Regions from separate parts of the Mus musculus genome. Here region 2 is linked to region 1. The links are chromatin contacts, called in public capture Hi-C maps. All regions are on one chromosome and are shown on one strand. The core of a region is the stretch at or near the end of the contact, and the rest is flanking DNA. Distances in the headings are between cores, read along the strand shown.

Region 1 (3,429 bases), core at 234-2,733:
GTCTCCCTGTCCCTCATCAACTGGATTTATTAAGAGTCTACTTGGGGGTTGGAGAGATGGCTCAGCAGTTAAGAACTGGCTGTTCTTCCAGAGGTCCTGACTTCAATTCCTAGCAACCACATAGTGGCTCTCAATAATGGGATCTGATGCCCTCTTCTGGCACACAGGTGTACATGCAGACAGAACATTCTTATACATAAAATAAATAAATCTTAAAAAAACAAAAAAGAATCTACTTAATCATAACATTTGGGAAGCAGAGACAGGGACTAGAGAGATGCAGGCCAGTTTAGGTTACACAATGAGATTTTCTAAAGCAACCAACCAAAACCAAAAACAAGACACCAGAAGCAATCAAGGAGACTGCATCTGGCTACAGCAGCAAACACATCTTAAGTTAGGTTTTTACTGCTGTGTAGAGACACCATGACCAAAACAACTTTTATAAAGGAAAACATTTCATTTGAAGTTCAAATGGCTTACAGCTTCAGAGGTTGAGTCCACTATCATCATAATGGAAAGCAAGGCAGTGTGCAGGCAGATAGGGTGCTGGAGGAGCTGAGAATTCTACATGTTGAGCTGAAAACAGCAGAAGGGGATTGTAATGCCATACTGGGCGGAGCTTATGCATAGGAGGCCTCAAAGCCCACCTACAATTCCTCCAATGAGGCCACACCTCCTCCGATGAGGCCACACCTCCTAATAGTTCTACTTCCCAAGGGCCAAGCAAATTTAATCCACCACAATGACGAAGGCCCTTTTTACAGTTTGCACTGGTGAGGGAGTCACAGCGAAGAAATAAACGACACAAATAGAGTTTTGCCATGATGGATATCAATAGTAAACAGTTAAAGAAAGGTCTGACCTATGAACAGGAAGTTTAGCTTTGCGAACTTGGGGTAGGGAGTGAGGGATAAGACAAGTGGACAGGGCCAGATTTCCCTCTGCTTCGCCAAATACTAGACTGGCCTTGCTTCCTTTCTCTCCCTCCTGGTGCCACCACACTGTCCTGGAGATCATGTAGAGCACCCTATCCTTGCCCCCTTTCTCCCTCCAGATGCCACTACAGCACGCTGGCCTTCTCTCTCCTAGCCCATGTGCTGGCTGCGCACAGGGCACAGGGCGACTATGAGCGCTGGGTGTCTGAGCAGGTGCTGGAACCGCTGGGGATGAGTGACACCGGCTTTGCACTGACAGGAACAGTGCGTGCACGTCTGGCTGCTGGCTTCTATGGCAGCGGCAGGTCCGCCCCGCTCTACGATCTGGGCTGGTACCGGCCATCGGGCCAGATGTACTCGACAGCTGCAGACCTGGCCAGGCTTGCGGCTGCGCTCCTGGGTGCAGGTCCCCGACGGCTGCTACGGCCCGACAGCCTGGCCACATTGCTAGCACCACTACGCGCCTGCGCCCACGGCTACTTTGCTAGTGAAACCGGTACACCCTGGGAGTTCCACGAGAGGCGTGGATACCGCGTGGCGCGCAAGGATGGCGACTTGGACGGCTATGCCGCCAGCCTGGCGCTCGTGCCACCGCTGCGCTTGGGATTTGTGCTGTTGCTAGCCGGGCCTCGCCCTCCCACGCGCGACCTGGTGGCTGACGCCCTGGATACGCTGCTGCCAGCCCTGGAGCGCGCATTGCGAGAGGCTGAGCTTGCCCCCGCGCCCCCGCCCCGCGCGCGCCCGTTCGCTGGCTTTTTCACCTTCGCCAACCGCACCTTCTACGAGGTGCGCGCCGCCGGGCCGCGTGGCGAGCTGCGCTTGCGCCAGTTTGGGCCGCGCGTGGAGGCGCTCGTGCCCGCCGCCTTCCGATCGCTCGCCCTGCGCCACGTGCGCGGCCGCGTCTTCCAGTTGCACGTGGCGCGCGAGTTCCCGTGCGCGCTGCCGCTCGCCGACGCCTGGTTGTCTCTGGAGTCCCAGCACGGCCAGCTGGTGCGGTTCTACCCACTGGATCGCCACGGGTTGGCGCCGGGCTTCGACGTACCGGGCCTCAACACCTACGGAGTGCTGCGCTTGCCACGCAGGCCAGTGTTCAGCTCCCAGTGAGCTGGGCATCCCTACGTGCATGCGCCCACACATGCCTTTGCATTGCCCATGCTTGCAACCCCTATGCGGGCCTCCAGCCTTCCCATGCCCACCTGCAGCTTTCCTTTTATCTGCAGCCTCCCTGTCTCCTCAACCCCCCCCCCCCCAACCTCCCCCTAACCCCATAGCTTCTCATGCTTGCAGCCTCTCTTTCCCCACACTGCCTGACAACCTCTTGCTCACCCCCATCCCCGTGGCAACCTCCTCTGCCTTTGGCCTCACCCCACTTGAGCCTCTTCATACCCGCAACCTCCCTTGTATGGGGATCTATCCCACTCCAGCGGTCCCCTTCCTCCAGCTTCCTACCGGGGCTTGGCAGGGAGACCAACCAGAGGACACAGTAGTTGGCAAAGTGGAGTCTTCTTGGACCACAGCTGGTTTCAAACTCCCCTTACTCACCTGAGAGGAAGAGTTAGTTATACAGGAATTTCAGTAAGCATTTAAACATTTAGGTGTTGTCCAGACCCGATAATACAGACCAGTGCTTGTGTCTGTTGAAAAAAAGGACAAAAGGCCAGGATCGGTGTCTCTTAAAAACTACTCTTATCGGGCTGGGGTGGGGTGTTGCTCAGAAAATAGAGAGCTTGTGCAGGACCCTATAAACACAGTGAGGTGGTTCCCACCTGCGACTCCACGATTGGAGAGGAGGAGGTGGGTGAATCAGAAGTTTCAGGTCACAGGAGACACTTTTAAAAAGAACAACAGTTTTTGTTTCTAATTGAGTTATAATGTGCCTAAAACTAAAGGCACCATCAGGTTTGTTTAGGCATTTATTTAGTAGGCCCGCATATAGAACCCAGGGCACCAAGTGCTAGGGTAAGTGCTTAACTAAGGGAGCTACAGCCCCAGCTTGAGCTGGCCGATTTTACACCCATCCGGGCTATCAAGATACAGAAGAGTCCCGCCATTCCTAATCCACCCGCCTATTCTTCCTTTGTGGTCACTCCCCTCCCTCTGCTCCTCCCCCCAGCTCCAGGCAACCACAGATCAGCCTCCTGTCAGTTTAGATTCTTTTCACCCGCTCCAGAGTTGGTGCGAATGGGAGCACACAGAGGTTTTAGGTACATCTCCTTGGGCTCAGCGTGCTGGTTTTGAGGTCCGAGTCTTTGTGTGTGTCCATAGTTCATCATTGCTTTTTATTCCACGGTATGGCCATGACAGTTTGTCTTTTCACCCGCTGATGGACATTTGGGTTGTTTCCAGAGGGGAAGAGGGGACTGTTTGGAAAAGAGGCCTGCGTGCAAGATTCCTGTGTCCGCAGGCTTTCTGTGTCCGCAGGCTTTCTGTGTCCGCAGGCTTTCTGTGTCCGCAGGCTTTCTGTGTCCGCAGGCTTTCTGTGTCCGCAGGC
Region 2 (3,429 bases), core at 300-2,799, 230 kb after region 1:
CCCTGCAACAAAGCACCAGATTAGAAACACCAGATAAAAGGACTTCGTGGAGAAAGAGATGTCTGCGAAGCGGAGAATACAAATTATTTTTGGAACTTTGCTCTCATGCACCCTCTTTAAATATTGATCAGCGACATTTTTAAAGAGTTTAATGAGACGTGCCAGCACCGTTCTGAGGGCGGCATGCTCATCAGCGTGTTAAGTCCTCAAAACAACCCTCTGGAGGAGAGGTTTCTAGCTCCATTCTGCAGATAAGAAATGGGCACAGAGAGAGTAAGTAACTTGTCCAGGGTCACACAGCTAATAAGTAACGGAGCCTGGATTTGAACTCAGGAAGTTTGGCTCTTACAGTTTGTTTTAAGCCTACTTCACTTGGGCTATTTATAAAGTCCCATATGATATAGTTCTGTCTGCCAAGGCACAGTCAGCTGTAATAAAGTAATAAAGCCTCTCTCTCCAGGGCTGGGTTAGAACCCAAGCCTTTGGGCATGCTAGGCAAATGCTTTGCTACTGACCTACACACCAGCGTCTTGCTCTTGACCAAAGGCAAGCATTAAGATTTCCAAATCATTTGTTTACAGAGGACAGTTAACTACAGAGGAAGAAGGGACACACTACACAACGTTAACACAGTGAAAAAGGTACTGGGCTGAGAGGCGCATGCCTGTAACCGTGGTACTCTGGAGAACAAGGCAGGACCAGAAGGAAAAAGCAACAGCATTGTGTAGCCCAGGGTGGCCCGGAACGCATGGCTTTCCACCCGCCTCAACCTCCAGAGTTCTGGCATTCCCAGAAGAGTCACCACGCTGACCAGCAATGGGGCAGAGAGACATTTTAAAAGGGGGAGACAGACTCATTTTGGGCAAATTCGAACCTGGTGGAGCCATCACAGAGACCAACCCAAATGTTCTTTGTTTTTTGTTTTTTTCCCCTCACATTTGTGAAAGACATCCTGGGTTTGAGGGCTTACTCACGTAGCCTGCACTATTGTGAAAACAGGTCTTTAGCTGGAGAGGAAGGAGGCAAGGCTCCCAGGCTGCAGGGTATGCACAGGAAAGGACAGAGATCATGGGTATCAGGTGGGTTGCCAGGACCTGTCCCAACTCTTACCGGTCTCCTAGACTACTAGCATCAGGCATTTCTGAAACAGCTGGTGGGAGCTAGGGGTGGGGTGGGTTTTACTCTGCAAACAGGCTGTACCCATGACCCCGACCCTCTAATCCCGGGTTTTAACTGACTTCATTAACTCTGGAGGCCTCAAGGGAGAACCTCAGTCATTCCTTGTCAAACTATACTCATAAAAGCCTCCCCCACCCCCGTCTTGGGAGGTATGCAGGGGATACCGTCTTGCCCGAAGGCAGGGGATTGAACGGGATGACCCTGGACATGAACCGTTGACTGACTTGGAAAGAGCAGGATCACCCCCCACCCCCTACCCGCCTGAGGGCAGTGAGGGAGAAAACTGGGTGAGAGCAGAGCATGCTGGGTAGCCTGGCCGAGAGCAATCGGTCCAGCTGCCCACCCCCCACCGTGGTTGCCATGGCAACCGAGGGTCGAGGGAAGAGGAGAGAAGAGACCACTCCCCTTCAGACAATGGGAATCTATTCCCGGTCACCCCTGGCCTTATCTTGAGGAACTCTCCATACCCTCTGTCTGAGAATTTGGGGGAACAGTCAGTTCAGGTACAATCTGGGGATCCTCTTGAATGAAGGTACAGACAAGTTCCTCCCTCCTGAAAAATCCAGGCTCTGCTGCTCCCTTCTTTTGTAGGGCACCCAGATCCCCCAAGATGGGGCACTGAACATGGCTGTACAGGGGGAGCTTTGGGCACAGGGAGGAAGAGGCTACTCTGGGGACAGAGCGAATCTTTTATGAGTAATTTACTATCTGGAGCAAGAACACTGAGCAGAGAATCAATTTGTCAGATCAAGGAGCAGGGCTGTGCTTCTTAATGTGGGTCCGAGGGACAAATCAGAGCCATTGGGAGGCTAACCCCTTAGGGGATTCTGGGAGGAAGCTGCGTGAGACAGGGCCATGTGGCAGCTGCCTGTGTGTCCTGGATCTGGAGCCCAAAGGCTAGATGGGACAAGTGTCTGTCTGGGGGGTGGGGGGCAAGTGTCTGTCTGGGGGGATGAGTGTCGAGGCGGGGGGCAGGGGGAGCCTCCCAGACACGAGAACTACTGAGTTTGGCTTCTGCTAAATGTGAACCCGTGAGTGACTCCACCTGTCTGAATCTCAGTTTCATTACCTGTAAAATGGGATGATAACACATCCTCAGCACTGGTTCACTACATAGCGTGGGACACAGCAGGTGCTGGGACACAGCAGGTGCTCCGTGAGAGACTTGTCTTGGATATGACTCTTATGCCACCAGAAGAACCTCCCAGCAGCCTTTTAGAGCCTTGGTGTCAAAGAATCCTTCATGGTCCTTTGCACCATCCTGCTTTGGAAGGGATGGAGCAGTACGGCCTTCTTCTCATGCTGGTGACAATAGCCTTGCAAAGTGTCGATGCACAGCCGGGTCCTCATTAGGTGCTTCCAAAGAGTGGCTTGGTACCCATGTTCCCTGAGCTGAGCGGTGAGGCTCTGTGTAGGTTCTCTCTTCCCTCACGCAGTTTCCGTCCATGGGAAAATGGCCTAATGTCCTTCCCTACCTGGTGAGGCTTCATCCAGACTCTGGAAGCACCTAGAACAGGGTTTAGAGGAAGGAGACCATGCTAGCTGTCTTCTTTATGGTAAATTTTGCCTTTGAGCAAAGGGACCCCAGACCCCCTCCACAGCCTCACAGCATCTCAGAGCCACACTGCAGGTCACCTTCACTGGGCCCAGGCTGTGATGGGGGGACTTAGGCCCTAGGCCTGGCTTTCTATCTCCTCAGGCTTCCAACAGCTCAAGAGCTTCTGTCAGGAGAGTCTACACTGTGTTAACTCTAGGCAAGGACACTTCTCCTTAGCACACTCTTGTGTGTGCCAGAGCTCTGGTGGCCATACTCTTACAGACTGGGAAAATGTGTCTCAAAGGGAGAAGGGGTAGCTCTCAAAGCCCTATGGGGGGGCGCTCGGGCTAGGACTGGCCCTTCTGCATGCCAGGCTGCCTCTGTGGGCTGGTCAGTCAGGCCCAATGCCACCCGTGTCAATTACTTCCATATCACTGTGACCAAATTGCTGGCCAAAGCAATTTAAGCAGGAGGGGTTTATGATGGCTCGGAGTTCATGAGACACAGACACACATCATGTGGGGGGGGGCCGGGGGGGGGAGAAGGCCTGGAACCACAGAGTCTGTGGTAGCAGGAGATGGTAAGCAGGGAGCCCAGACTGGAATTGGGGCCTGGCTTTAACCTCCAAGGCCCACTAAAATGACCCACATTCACTAGCTGGGGACCAAGTGTTCAAACATGTGAGTCTGTGGGAGATATTCTACATTCAAAGT

The links. Capture Hi-C pulls out chosen DNA fragments and counts their contacts.
Region 2: a contact with region 1 is called in a capture Hi-C map of embryonic stem cells, with 7 times the contacts expected there. The contact joins two enhancer-like sites. A contact is called at or near these places in 1 of 39 promoter capture datasets (embryonic stem cells), 1 of 15 datasets of contacts at CTCF or cohesin (embryonic stem cells), 24 of 484 Hi-C or Micro-C datasets (the G1E-ER4 cell line, LSK cells, Th17 cells and 11 more), 13 of 115 datasets of contacts at active chromatin or transcription factors (craniofacial prominence, embryonic basal ganglia, embryonic forebrain and 8 more) and 2 of 9 other capture datasets (embryonic stem cells and pancreatic islet).

Annotation. Positions count from the first base shown.
Region 1 is chr4:136,636,043-136,639,471 of GRCm38.p6, forward strand. Lactbl1 (lactamase, beta-like 1) reads left to right here. Exons shown (of 8, transcript NM_001243262.1): 8 at 1,058-2,068. The coding sequence ends at 2,042. Among named protein-coding and RNA genes, the nearest start is that of Lactbl1, 15 kb to the left of the region's middle. Within about 2 kb of position 1,484, at least 76 of the 459 cell types and tissues checked have an H3K27ac peak or open chromatin away from gene starts, as enhancers often do.
Region 2 is chr4:136,863,777-136,867,205 of GRCm38.p6, forward strand. No RefSeq gene overlaps it. Among named protein-coding and RNA genes, the nearest start is that of C1qb, 21 kb to the right of the region's middle. Within about 2 kb of position 1,550, at least 19 of the 459 cell types and tissues checked have an H3K27ac peak or open chromatin away from gene starts, as enhancers often do.